Regions from separate parts of the Mus musculus genome. Here region 2 is linked to region 1. The links are chromatin contacts, called in public HiChIP or PLAC-seq maps. All regions are on one chromosome and are shown on one strand. Each heading gives the region's core, a stretch centred on a gene start, on an enhancer-like site or on the middle of the called end of the contact. The rest is flanking DNA. Distances are from core to core; before and after follow the strand shown. Region 1 has its middle 42 kb from the start of Gm36535. Region 2 has its middle 70 kb from the start of Gm30032.

Region 1 (6,038 bases), core at 2,524-5,023:
TCTCGGTCATGATATTTGTGCAGAAATACCAACCCTGACAAAGACACCCAGTGAGAAGGAAGTTCCTGGAGAAGAGCTTCATGTGCACAGGGTAGAGTTTCCTTAGCATGGTTTGCTCCTGGCTGTGCTGAGGTGCCCGACATTGCACAGAATTAGTGCAGGGTAATAGTTGGAAATAGTTGCATATCTCCTCTGCAGTCAGAGAACAGAGCTTTCTGATCCACCCTCCAAGGCCTCGGGGCCCCACAGAGCATATTAGGGCTTTGCAGAAGGTGACCCTAATGAATGAATTAAGGCTTTCTGAAACAGTCAGGGAAGTGATTTTGGCCAGTTCAGCCATCATGACTGCAGAGACAGAGTTGGACCCTTCTGAGCTGGAAGAAAAGCAGCTACATGGCCTTACCGGGACAGCCCAGGGAAACGATCATCTTCCTTGCTAGGACCTAGGGCACAGGGCAGATAAATCAGTGTCAGGTGTCCAGAGAGCTGCAGCTGGTGTTGGTGGCTTCTTGGTAAATGGGGAGAGCAGGCATCTCCGGAAAGAGAGGGCCTGGGTTCCACTATCAGCTGGTCTCCATCCAGGGAAACATGACTCAAAGTGAGCGAATCCTGGTTGGAAGGTCTGGGAGGCTGAGTATATTGCAGTCTCCCTTCTAGATGGATGGTGGTGGCCAGGCCAGGTCAACCAGAAACACTCCCAGGAGGCTTATTACTAGCAGCATTGCATGTGCCAAAGTGCCTTTCTCCTGGGATGGTGCACTCAAAACCTTCCCATCAGACACACACACACACACACACACACACACACACACACACACAGAGAGAGAGAGAGAGAGAGAGAGAGAGAGAGAGAGACAGACAGACAGACAGACAGACAGAGACAGAGAGAGATAGAGATACTTTCTGTGGGGATCTAGGAGCAGAGGGAAGACATCCTTGTCCTGGGTTGTAACTGGAGACTCTGGGTTCCATGATGCTGAGTCTCTTTGCAGGGCTTACTAGAACATTTAAAGTGATGCCGTGCACTCCTGAGCTCACTGGGAGGAGGGTGTGCTTGAAGCTTCTCAGGATCATGTCTGAGGGCCAGGGCTGCTATTCTCACCCATTCTCAACTTCTTCAGAACTCTGCGGGAAAGTGCACCGATTTGCAAGGTGAGGACTGTAAAACTACAGACATGAGACAAGACATCCTCTTATCTACCCAACAGACCAGCTGCCCATCTATTCACCCTCTCACATTAACCAGCTACCAAAACTAAGACAAAGGGTTAACAGAAGGCGGCCGTGTACTCTTCAGAAAGAACATCCATACCCTAGTTTGCTTTCTATCATTGTGATAAACATCAGGATCAAATGCAACTTAAGGAGGAAAGGGATGATTTTCCTTTACAGCTGATAGCCTGTCATGAAGAAAAGTCAGGGCTGGAAGTCAAGGCAGGAATCTAGAGGTAGGAACAGAAGCGGAGGCTGTGAAGGGATGCTGCTTACAGGTGTGCTCAGCCTGCTTTCTTACACATTTTAGGAACACCTGCCCAGGAGCAACATCGATGGGCTGGGTCTTCCCACATCAATAATAAATCAAGAAAATGGTCCACAGGCTTGCCTGTAGGATAATAGTATGATGGGAACATTTTCTGAATTGAGTTTGTCTCTTCTGTGGTATCTCTAGTTTTTGATAAGTGGACAAAACACTAACCAAAACAATTGACCCCTTGTCAACTTGACACACGAGCACATTATTAAGCCATAACCTTTCCTTTCTTCTTTGTCCCCAAGGTGCCATGTTAATATTAATATCACATTATAAAGCAGTATACCTTTAGAAATCCCAGTCTTAAAACTCTCAACACTTTAAAAGTCTCCTTGAAAATGAAATGTAAAAGTTAAAGTGGGATACTTTTAAAGAAAATGTTACATAGTTTCTTACTCCAAAAGGGAAGAACAAGGGAACAGTTACAATCTGTATTTGGTTGATATCCCTGGAAGGCCTGCTCTTTTCTGAGGGGGAGGTTAAGGGAGGCTAGATCTGGGGGAAAGGGGAAGTTTCTATATATTACATTCCATATATATTATATATATATCATGTATCCTGTACTATATACTGTGCATTGTGTATTATATATCATATACCAATCATATATGGGATATAATATAGGAGAGTGTATTGTATATCATATACCAACCATATATAGGATATAATATAGGAGAGAAGAGTAAATAAAAAGGAGAAAAAAATCAATGGTGTAAAAGGTTTAGCGCTTAATGTCTGGGGATCATTCTGAACGGCAAAGAGCTTGGGCAGATCTACTCCTCTGTTTCTGTGGATCTGAAGCTCACAGTATGTCTCACAGACTCAGGCCGGCTCTACCTCACAGCTGCTGCTGTCCTTGATGATCATCCCACAGCTGCAGGAACATCAATATGCTAGGATCACCGCAGGCTGCACCTTAGCCAATGGTCTCCTGGTTTCTCCTCAGGATCACTGACCCTACCATGTGGTGCAAAGCCTCAGTCTTTCTCCATGAGCCCTTCATGCCTTCAAAATCATTAACACCCGGGAAATTGTCACACATTACCAAGTTTGGCTGCCAACTGTAGACCCCTCTGGGCTATGGCTTCTGTGTGCTTCCCCCAAGAAAACACTTATCAGCTCCTGCCTCAGTGATGCTAGCCTCTTCTTAACCTCTGCTGACTCTTCAGCCCTAGCCAACCAGCATCAGCTGTCCCGGCACAGCAAAGATGTCACATCAATGGTCTGGTCTCTTGTTAATCACAGCCAACTTTCAGTTCCGACTGATCATAACCACAGATTCTAATTCAAAATATCACACAAAGGGCCCTGATAGAGTCATCACTTTCCTCAGAAACTTGAAGCTAGACCTCCGTTCTCTGCACTGCTTTTAGCAGTACCCTGTGTTCCCCTAAGCTCTGAACACTCAATAGCTTTTCTAGCCTGATGTTCCAATCTCCTCCCACAATCCTCCCCCAAACATGGTCAGATCTGTCACAGGAACAGTCCACTCTCTGGTACCAATTTGTGATTTAGTCAGGGATTCTATTGCTGTGGTGAAACCGTATAATCTAAAGCAACTTGGAGAAGAAAGGGTTTATCTGGCTTATATATCCCTACCACATATGTGATATACTCTATCACAGTCCATTACAGACGGAAGTCAGGGCAGGAATCTGGAAGCAGGAACGGAAGCAGAAGTCATTGGAGGAACACTACTTACTGGCTTGCTCCCCCCTGCCCCCTGGCTTGTTCGGTTGGTTTTCTTATAATCCTGGCCCAGACATGGTACCACCCACAGTAAGACAGACCCTTACACATCAATCACCAATCAAGAAAACACCCTACAGGCTTGCCTACAGGCCAGCCCGAGGGAGGCATTTTCTAAATCAAGGTTAGCTCTTATTAGACAACTCTAGCGTGTGTCAGGTTAAAAGGGGGGGGGGGGGGACCCTAACCAACATAGTTCCAAAACCACCCAGCATTAGAGATAAGTCACACATTGAGACCCTGTGTTCCCTAGTTGGGGGAGACATGCTTCCGCCGTGGGACCCAAGGGCTGGATAGAACAGAAATGCTTTCTGCTTCTCACAGAGGACTGTAGCCACAGGCATCCCTGCCCACGGCACCTGGGGATGCCGTGCTGCCTGTCATCACCACAGATGCCCAATGTTCCGCATGCTAAGAATTCCACCGACGCTGTGGTGATAGCATGTGAGCCAGGAACCTAGCTCTTCCGAGGGAGCATAGCGTGTGTAGCAGAGTGAGGGAGGACTTCAGATACAATGTAACTGATCAGCGGAGCTAGGTGTGGGTGTGCGCTGGGCAACCTCTGCTTGGAATGAGAGGAAAGTGGCTGTTTCTGATGAGTGCAGCTAGGGTGTAACAGGAACCTGTGCAAATAGCAGCTTGCCTGCTTCTGGGAAAGGACACAGAGACAGAAACCAAAAGGACTCTCCCTCCTCCCTTCCGTGTCTTTCCTCACTCTTTCGCCTCCCTTCCCTCCCTCCCTTCTCTCTCCCTTTAATATCTAAAGCATGTGGCAATGGTTGGTTGAGAAACAAGCTCATTGAAAAGGAGCAAACGATTTCACCCATGAAACAATTGCTTGAATCCAGGAATCCCTACCACAGGCAGCACCTAGGTGAGCTTTCTGCTTTGACTTCTGACCTCTGGCGATCAAACTGTAACAGGACCTGCTTCCTGATTGCTTGGAGGGGGGTTGCTCAAAGCCGCAAAGCCAAAGCCTGCAAAGGCAAAAATGGTCCAGACCAGCCTCTTCCAGCCGCCCTGGGGGCTGGTACAGGTGAACAGTGTTGCACCTGATAAAGTGCACAGTTACCATTTTTAATTGATTTCTGACACTGAGCTCTGCCTCCCACCTCAGATCTGTGCCAAGGCACCGGCCTCCACCTTCTGCTGGAAGCCATGGCGGCTAGAGCTGGTTTCCAAAGGAGGGAGCGCTCACTCTTCTATTTTGCATTTGTGCTGATTTGCATATTAATAGTTTGCATATTAACCAGCGACTTCAGAGGGTGGGCGGGCTAATGAATGCAGCCATCTCTTCAATTTTAACTCAATTTGCCTCCCCATACCCCAAAGACTCGGGGGACGGGTGTGGAAGACTCATTGAAGTGATCCCGCAGCCCCAGTGTGGGCTGCTCTGCCATTAATCCAATTAATTAGCCCAGCGGATGCAGCCGCCTGGACGAGGGGCCTTTGTTTGGTGCTGGGGGCTAATGACAGCCCCAAGCTGATGGAATAATGGGAAGAGCTAAGGAGGGTTTGACCCTCAGCCAGGGTCCTTGGGTGGAGTGTGGAGTGGGACGGTGGCTTGTACGTGGGGCAGCTGCTTCCATAGGCCCTCCCTTACAGCCTTCCTCAGACAGTCACATCCTGACTGTCCTCACTGTTCCCCGTGACATGTCTCCCATGATTACTCCCACCTTTCCCCTGCTCTGTGCAGAGAGAGCCTTGAGCCTCAGCTTCCAGGGAAGCCAAAGACAGAATCTGCAAGAGACGAGGGACAGAGAATGAACCCTCCACAGGCCTGCCACACAGCCCTGCCACACAGCTCTGCCATGCGCACTCTACAAGACATCCTGGCTTCCCATGCCAGATCCTGGGACTTAGCAGATCCACCTTCCTCAACCCCTGGACAGCTTTTATGTCCTGGTTACTTTAGATTTGAAGCCACTGCTATCACCTTCCCTCTCTAGCCTCAAACCTCTCCATCATCATCATCTTCTTCAAGATGTTCATGCCTTGCAGGAGAGTGGGACAGGACACACAGTGTTTGTGAGTTGCTCCACTGGAGGCCTGGCATCCGGGACCTAGGACTCTAATGTGTCGAAGAGAATAATGGGGACATAGAGAGCAACTCTTCCTTAAATGAATCCCCCCAAAATGACAGTCTTGGGCATAGGGATGGCCATGTCTGTAAAGTGTTGATCAGGAAAGCATGGTGCAAGAGACCGAGTACCCTCCCCAGCACCCACAGAAAAAGTCCAGCTTGGTGCCGCCAGGCCTGTGATTGATCCCAGCTTGGAGATCACAGCCAGGAGGATCCCAGGACTCACAGAACTGCCAGCCCAGACAGGAGGCAAGCTCCAGGTTCTACGAGAGACCTTGCCTCAAAATGTACAGTGGAAAGTAATACAGGAAGTTAGTGGGCATGGAGCCCTGGCCTTATACATGAACATACATGCATGTGCTCACACACTGTTTAAATACAGGATCACACGAGACCACAGAGTAACACACCCCATCCTTTGCTTGCTCAGAAGTCTCTTGTCCTGCAGTTCAGGAGGGGGATGGATGCCAAGCTAGGTCAGGTTTCTATGCTGTCCCTACTATACCTGTCATTATAAAGACTTCTTGGGTTGAGTATCTCTTCCAGTAATACTCTATAAAAGTCCCCAGACCATGGGAGGGGCAGCCCGCTTACAAATCACCTCAGCAGAGTGGCTGGCTCCATCAGCATGTAACACCGAGCAGTAGAGCCCAAATACACATCTCGTTCTGAGGC
Region 2 (6,038 bases), core at 1,375-3,874, 210 kb after region 1:
ATGCCTGGAGATCTATTTTCAACATTTTGTATTTTGAGATACCATCTTCCTAGGTTGCACGGTACGACCTTGAACCCTCCCCCATCTCCCTTCCTTTCAATTTTCTAGTGTTCCTGAAGAGAGCCCCCAGGATTGGCTTATAGTTTTTGAATGTACAAAGGGGATGTTCTATGCCCTGTACCACTATTCCTCATGCTGGAGTGGAAGTAGTATTTCCAGAAAGGCTCTGTATGAGGTCAATGACCTTTCCTGGAGTAACAGGGAGGATTGTGGTCTGATCCTGAGTCAGACCCAACCTTCCCTCTGCCTGATTACCTTTCCTCAAGAAATGGCTCTTCCCTAAGCCTCAGTCTCCACATCTGTAGAAGGGGCTGCAGCGGTGAGCTCAGAGCTACAGAGCTAGGCTCATAGGAAGTGTGGGACATCTGTGTGGTCATCTGAATATGAGCTATCTCCTCAAGGTCTGTACTCTGAGTATTATTATTTTAGAAGGTTCTGGAATGTTTCAGTAGTGGGTGTGATTGGAGAAAGTGGTCACTGGCAGAGTGGGACTTTAGGGGAATTCCTGCGCCCTAGCTCCTTCCCTCCTCTCCCTTCCTGTTCATGAGGTGGGCCATCTCTTCCTTTACACTGCCACCACTATGGACAGAACCTCTGAACAAAACAAGCCCTTCTTCCCTTAAGTGACTTTTGTCATGGCAACAAGAACAGCAACAGGTACCTGCCTTCTGCTCTCAGTTATGCAGTGGGCTCAAGGGTGTAGGGGATGGTGGCTTCCTCTCACAGTGCACAGCCAGCCAGCACAACAGAGGTCCTTCTCGGGTCAGGTCCCAACACAACAGAAACCAGAGACACACAGCCATGTGTTTCTGGGAACAGGGAGGCTGTCCCAGTGAAGTCACATGGGGAACATACAACCACAACAGTAAGAGCTTGAGAACGAAGGCTAAACCTCTGGGTCATTTACTCAGAACAGTGGCTCACAGCCTCTGTCTGTTTCATTTCCCTGCAGATCAGAGCTCACACCTCTGAGATGAGACAGGTACAACCCAGGTTCCAGAACTTAAAACACAGGAAAACTGAGGCTAACCCACATTCTGGACAACACACATCTCCATGCAGGTGTCCTATGACCCGGAAGTGGATGCAGGCATTTTCCACTGACAGCTGTTGGGAAAGAAGCAGCTTAGGCCATAGAATGCTTTTCTTGTCTTATGGCTCAGGATATAGTTGCAAGGTGGTGGCTACAGTTTCAATTCCTCTTTTTTTGTGGAATTTTGCACTTGAGTGTGACAGTGCTTTTTCCTCTGAGTCTCCTGTAGCCAGTCAAAATATGTTTTGCTAACTCATGGTCTTGTGGAGTTTCTCAGGATCAAGGAAGTCATAAACCCAGGCACCGGGCTTTAATGATGAGGAGTCAGTGAAAACGTATTGCTCTCAAACACAACTTTTGAGTATCGCCCTTTCTCTGCCCTCCCAGCTCTGTTTCTCTTGCCCCACCCCTGTGTGTGTTTCTCTTCCTCTCTCCCTCTCTTCCCTTCCCTGTTTCTTGCTCCTTCTCCCCTACCCTCTCTCCTCTTCCTCCCTCTCTCCTCTTCTTTCCTCTCTCCTTTCCCCCTCTACTCCCTCTCTCCTCCCCCCTCTCTCCTCTTCCTGCCAAGGGGACCAAGAGATAAGCAGTGTTCTACAGAGGCACAGTCCCCAAACACCCAGGGAGTGTCTGCACCTGCGGGTTCCAGTCCGGGAGGCACTGGAGTCTGCTGGAGGCAGAAAGCAAGGATGAATATGGATCAGAGCTTTCTGCCATAGCATGGTGGGAGGAGGTCTAGATCTGCAAGTAGATAGCGGGCTGCCTATTTGGTAGCTTCAGTGAACTTTAGGTAGGGGCAGTCCTGGGTTACCCACTGCCCATCTGTGCTAGCTACTTTTATGTCAACTTGAGACAAACCTAGACTAATCTGGAAAATGGGAATCATAACTGAGAACTTTCTCCATAGGACTGGCCTGTGGGCAAGGATATAGGGTATTTTCTTGATCGATGATTGATGTGGGAGGGAGGGAGCAGCCCTCTGTAGATTACGCCATCCCTGGGTAGGGAATCCTGGGTGGTATAAGAAAGCATGAGCAAGCCATGGGGAGCATGCCAATAAGCAGCATTCTTCTATGGTGTCACTTCATCTCCTGCCTCCAGGGTCCAGCCTTGAGTCCCTGCTGACTTACCTCAGTGATGAACCATGATGCAGAAAAGTGTAAGGTAAAATAAGCCCTTCCCCTTCACAAGTTGCTTTTAGCCACCATGTTTCAGCACAGCAACAGAAACCCCAGCTAAGTAAGTAAGGCTCAGGATGACTCAGCGCAGGCTGACTCCCGGTTGAGGACAAGGCCCCCCAGGTGGTAGAATCCTGGTAAAGTGAGCAGGTGGGTGGGGTCGTGCTGGGATCCAGCTGGTTTGCCCCTGTCTGTAGAAACCAGCTGATCTGGAAAGAGCAGTCTATCCCCAGGCCCAACAGTCCCCAAGATGCCAAAACACAGAAAATAAAATTACGGTTTAAAAACCCTAGTGAATACTTCCCAGTTCCCTGTCTCCGTTCCTCTTTCCTCCGCCCATTCTGATTCTCTCCTGCCTCTCAGAGACTTGCAAAGAGATCTTAATCACGTGCACTCAAGCGGTTATAAAAGAGCTGAGAAAGATGCCCGGGAAGGGTGGAAGAACATCAAGAGCCACCAGGGAAGGAGAACCCCACTGATGGGCGACTAGATGCAGTTTCTGTCCACCAACGAGAAGCCCCATCCCTGCAGATCTGTGTACAGCATCCCTCCCCTGCTCTGGTACTGGTATCTGCCCGATCCCCAGACCTTCCACCGTCCCATGGGTTGGCTGTTTTACCCAGACCTAGAATTACCCAAATCCCCTTAAATACATGGTTGCAAATGAGGACGGTGGGGTGTGGGGGGGAGGGCAATAATTGTGACAGTAACTCACAGGGCCAGGCCTGACACGTCTCTAATTGCCTGCTAAAATTGTCGCTGTCTCCTAAAGTGCAAATTATCACCCGAAATGACAAGAGTAATGAATGAGGGGACTCTGATGTAATGCAACAATTAGCCCTCAAAGACACTGTCTAATGCGGAGAGGCAGGGCTCCCACTCCTCGTTATTAAGTGCCTGATAATTATTTAATTATCTATCTGCCAGCATGATTACTTGGTTTATTTAGCTGCAGATGTGGGCAGGAGCGTTAGGGTTTAAGGTCAGAGGAAGCCACCCCAACGCCGGCCACCACCTAGGCAGCTTGGGTGTTAGGGGCTACTCCTTGTCTGACACCCCTAAATGGCTCTGGCAGCCTGAACGCAGGGTCAGAAAATTGTTCCTTCTTCATACCCGGCTCTGACTCAGAGGCTGGGGCCCTGGAAGACCAGCGCTGAGGAGCTCGGTGTTCCTCATTGTAGGCAGGAGGACATGACTATCCCCACCAACCTGACTGGTGCTTCCCCCAAGCTGGGCACAGGGCCAAGTCTCACAGCAGAGTAAGCTCATGTCATCATCTTCATGTAAGGAGACAGTGAAAGCTGGAGAGGAGAGCAGGAGAGAGAGAGAGAGAGAGAGAGAGAGAGAGAGAGAGAGAGAGAGAGAGAGAGAGAGAGAGAGACTCTCGACCAAAGTCCCAGGGTAAGTGGAAGGTTGAGTGATCTAGGGTCCTCTCACTATCCCAGAACCACTTGGCCAACAAGAGGGCATCGACACATGGGTGGGTCCAGGCTTATGCTTGGCAGAGCATGGGTGAGGACTGGAGAGGGTCAGTACCCCCTCTTTCATATCACAAAATTAATGATGGGCAAAGAAGGAAGGGACCTGACCCATCTGCCCATTGGAGGGTGCTCCAGGAGGAGACACTGTGGGCTGTTCGAGGGGCTGGACACCAGCAAAGGTGCCTAGGAATTATAAAGGTTCAGCCCTCCGGTCATCTGTTTCCTCATCTGTGAAGACAGACATCTTGTCAGGGATGGGGGATGCTGGAGACTGGAGCAACAGGAAGACTAAGTCCTTGGGGTAACCACAGCTCACAACGGTAGATCACCCTACCCCGCCTCAGCCAGGACAGGACATGAGCACACAAAGATGACAGATGTCTGATGTGATGAAGATGCTGATCACCCTGGCTCCATCGTTATGCGTGACACGCATGTATCAAAACACCACACGGTATGACACGAGTATGCATAATCATTACACGTCAATTAAAATAAAAATTAAAAAAAAAAAGCCCTCAGCATCAGGCACCCTCCGTGAAGCATGCTGTGGAATTTCTCTGATAAATGTGTTCGTTCGTGTCTGTCACCACCCAGTGGACTGATCTTGCTCCCACCTTTCCAGACACCCAACCAGAAGAAAAGCTCTGAGGGCGTCAGGGGCCTTGGTTCTTACTCTTGGGCCCATTCCCCTACACAGCAGGCCTGGTGTGCTCTTCACAGATACTTTGTATCTTAGTGACTTTAACACTTTGTATCTTAGTGACTTTAAAGATACTTGCTTCACACCCTGCCCCCACTTTCAGAACATGAAGGCTCCAATACCTAGCCAACAGCTCAAGTGTGGGACAGCTTCCCAGGTCTGCATTTTGGAAGGAGAAATCTGATTGGCTCAGGTGGTTTTCCACTCTCCAGGCTCATCCATACCACCTCACATTTCCTGGCACATTTGTGCAATGTCCACTTTCTTTGTGTCTCAGGTCTCTGTGGGTTGGCGCTCTCTAGCTGGAGCAATCACCAGGTTGACCACACATGGAGCTGAGACAGCTCTAGGTCCCTGTGCAATGGCATTTTAGGGGCTGTGGCCTTACAGCTGGTGTCCTGTCTTCTCCAGCTGTATGACACTCTGGTGGCCCAGTCCCTCCCAGGGTCATCTGCAAGCAAAGGAGATCTCTGATCCACTTTGACTAGGTCAGTGACCATGTTCTGCCATGGTACAATGAATGAATCCAGGAGCAAAAGAATGGATGGGTGAATAAATGAATGAATGAATGAATGAATGAATGGACTTTCACAAACACAAAATATGAATAAATGAATCAGAGCCACACACATTCTCAAGTCATTTCTATAACACATATTAAAGTGATCTCCAGGGAGACCAGGACCTGGGATGAGACAGAGCCAGATGTGAACTCCTGTCTATTCAGTGACCAACATCAGACCTCGTGGCCTGGGCCTCAGTTGTCCCATCTGTCAGGTCTGGGAAGTACCTGCCTCCTCCCCTCACAGTGCACCCAGGCTGCATATTTCTGCTGTATGGTACCTTAATTCTGAAAACATTTTGGGATAGCCAACGCGTTTCTAAAGCAGAAATCTACATCCTTCATCCTGTCTGGGCAACCACTTAGGTGGAGCTGTGGGGAGAGCCTCGGTGTCTGCAGGAAGACTACTCACCTGCTGTGAGGCAGACTTGGAAACCCAGACATAGCAGGCAGACAAGCTTCCTTCCCACCCTGTGTCCCACCCTGTGTCCCGCGCCCAGCCCAGCTCAGGGTACACTGAGGTTTTTTGTTATTTGTGGTAGACCTCCTCCTATGCCGTGGCAAACACAAGACTTTATAAATATTTCAAATGCTAATAATTTGTGTGGTCCCTGCTTAGACTTTTAAATGAATCTAAGGGCATTTCTCCAGAAACCTGCCATGCTACAGCAGAGAAAGAAACACTACTGCCTTTTTTATGAGACAGGGCTCTATGGAGAGAGAAGACAGAGGTGGCAGTAGCAGATATGGACACTCATATCTCTCCCACCTACCTAGCAGGACAATGGCTGTCAAAACCCAGTCCCTGTATCAGAAAATCCAACGATTAGTACTCCGTAACTGTGTTATAAGATACTCCTGGGTTCTGATCCCAGCTGCTGAAAACCTGGGCTGTGTCGCCTCAGGCAACTGTCTCTACCTCTCTGAATCTTTGTTTCCTTTTTATGTAAAGTAGGATCTAATAAGGTTTAAGTTAAGCAACATCTATAAGATACACCAGCCCTGGCACGTACCATGTGCAGCC

The links. HiChIP or PLAC-seq counts read pairs in DNA pulled down with a chosen protein or histone mark.
Region 2: an H3K4me3 HiChIP or PLAC-seq map of embryonic basal ganglia shows a contact between it and region 1, with 2.6 times the contacts expected there. The contact joins two enhancer-like sites. A contact is called at or near these places in 1 of 484 Hi-C or Micro-C datasets (nephron progenitors), 2 of 115 datasets of contacts at active chromatin or transcription factors (embryonic basal ganglia and embryonic forebrain) and 1 of 9 other capture datasets (embryonic tail).

What each region holds. Positions count from the first base shown.
Region 1 is chr5:111,832,283-111,838,320 of GRCm38.p6, forward strand. No RefSeq gene overlaps it. Among named protein-coding and RNA genes, the nearest start is that of Gm36535, 42 kb to the left of the region's middle. Within about 2 kb of position 3,774, at least 35 of the 459 cell types and tissues checked have an H3K27ac peak or open chromatin away from gene starts, as enhancers often do. A contact at or near this core is called in embryonic basal ganglia, where this site is marked.
Region 2 is chr5:112,047,632-112,053,669 of GRCm38.p6, forward strand. No RefSeq gene overlaps it. Among named protein-coding and RNA genes, the nearest start is that of Gm30032, 70 kb to the right of the region's middle. Within about 2 kb of position 2,625, at least 20 of the 459 cell types and tissues checked have an H3K27ac peak or open chromatin away from gene starts, as enhancers often do. A contact at or near this core is called in embryonic basal ganglia, where this site is marked.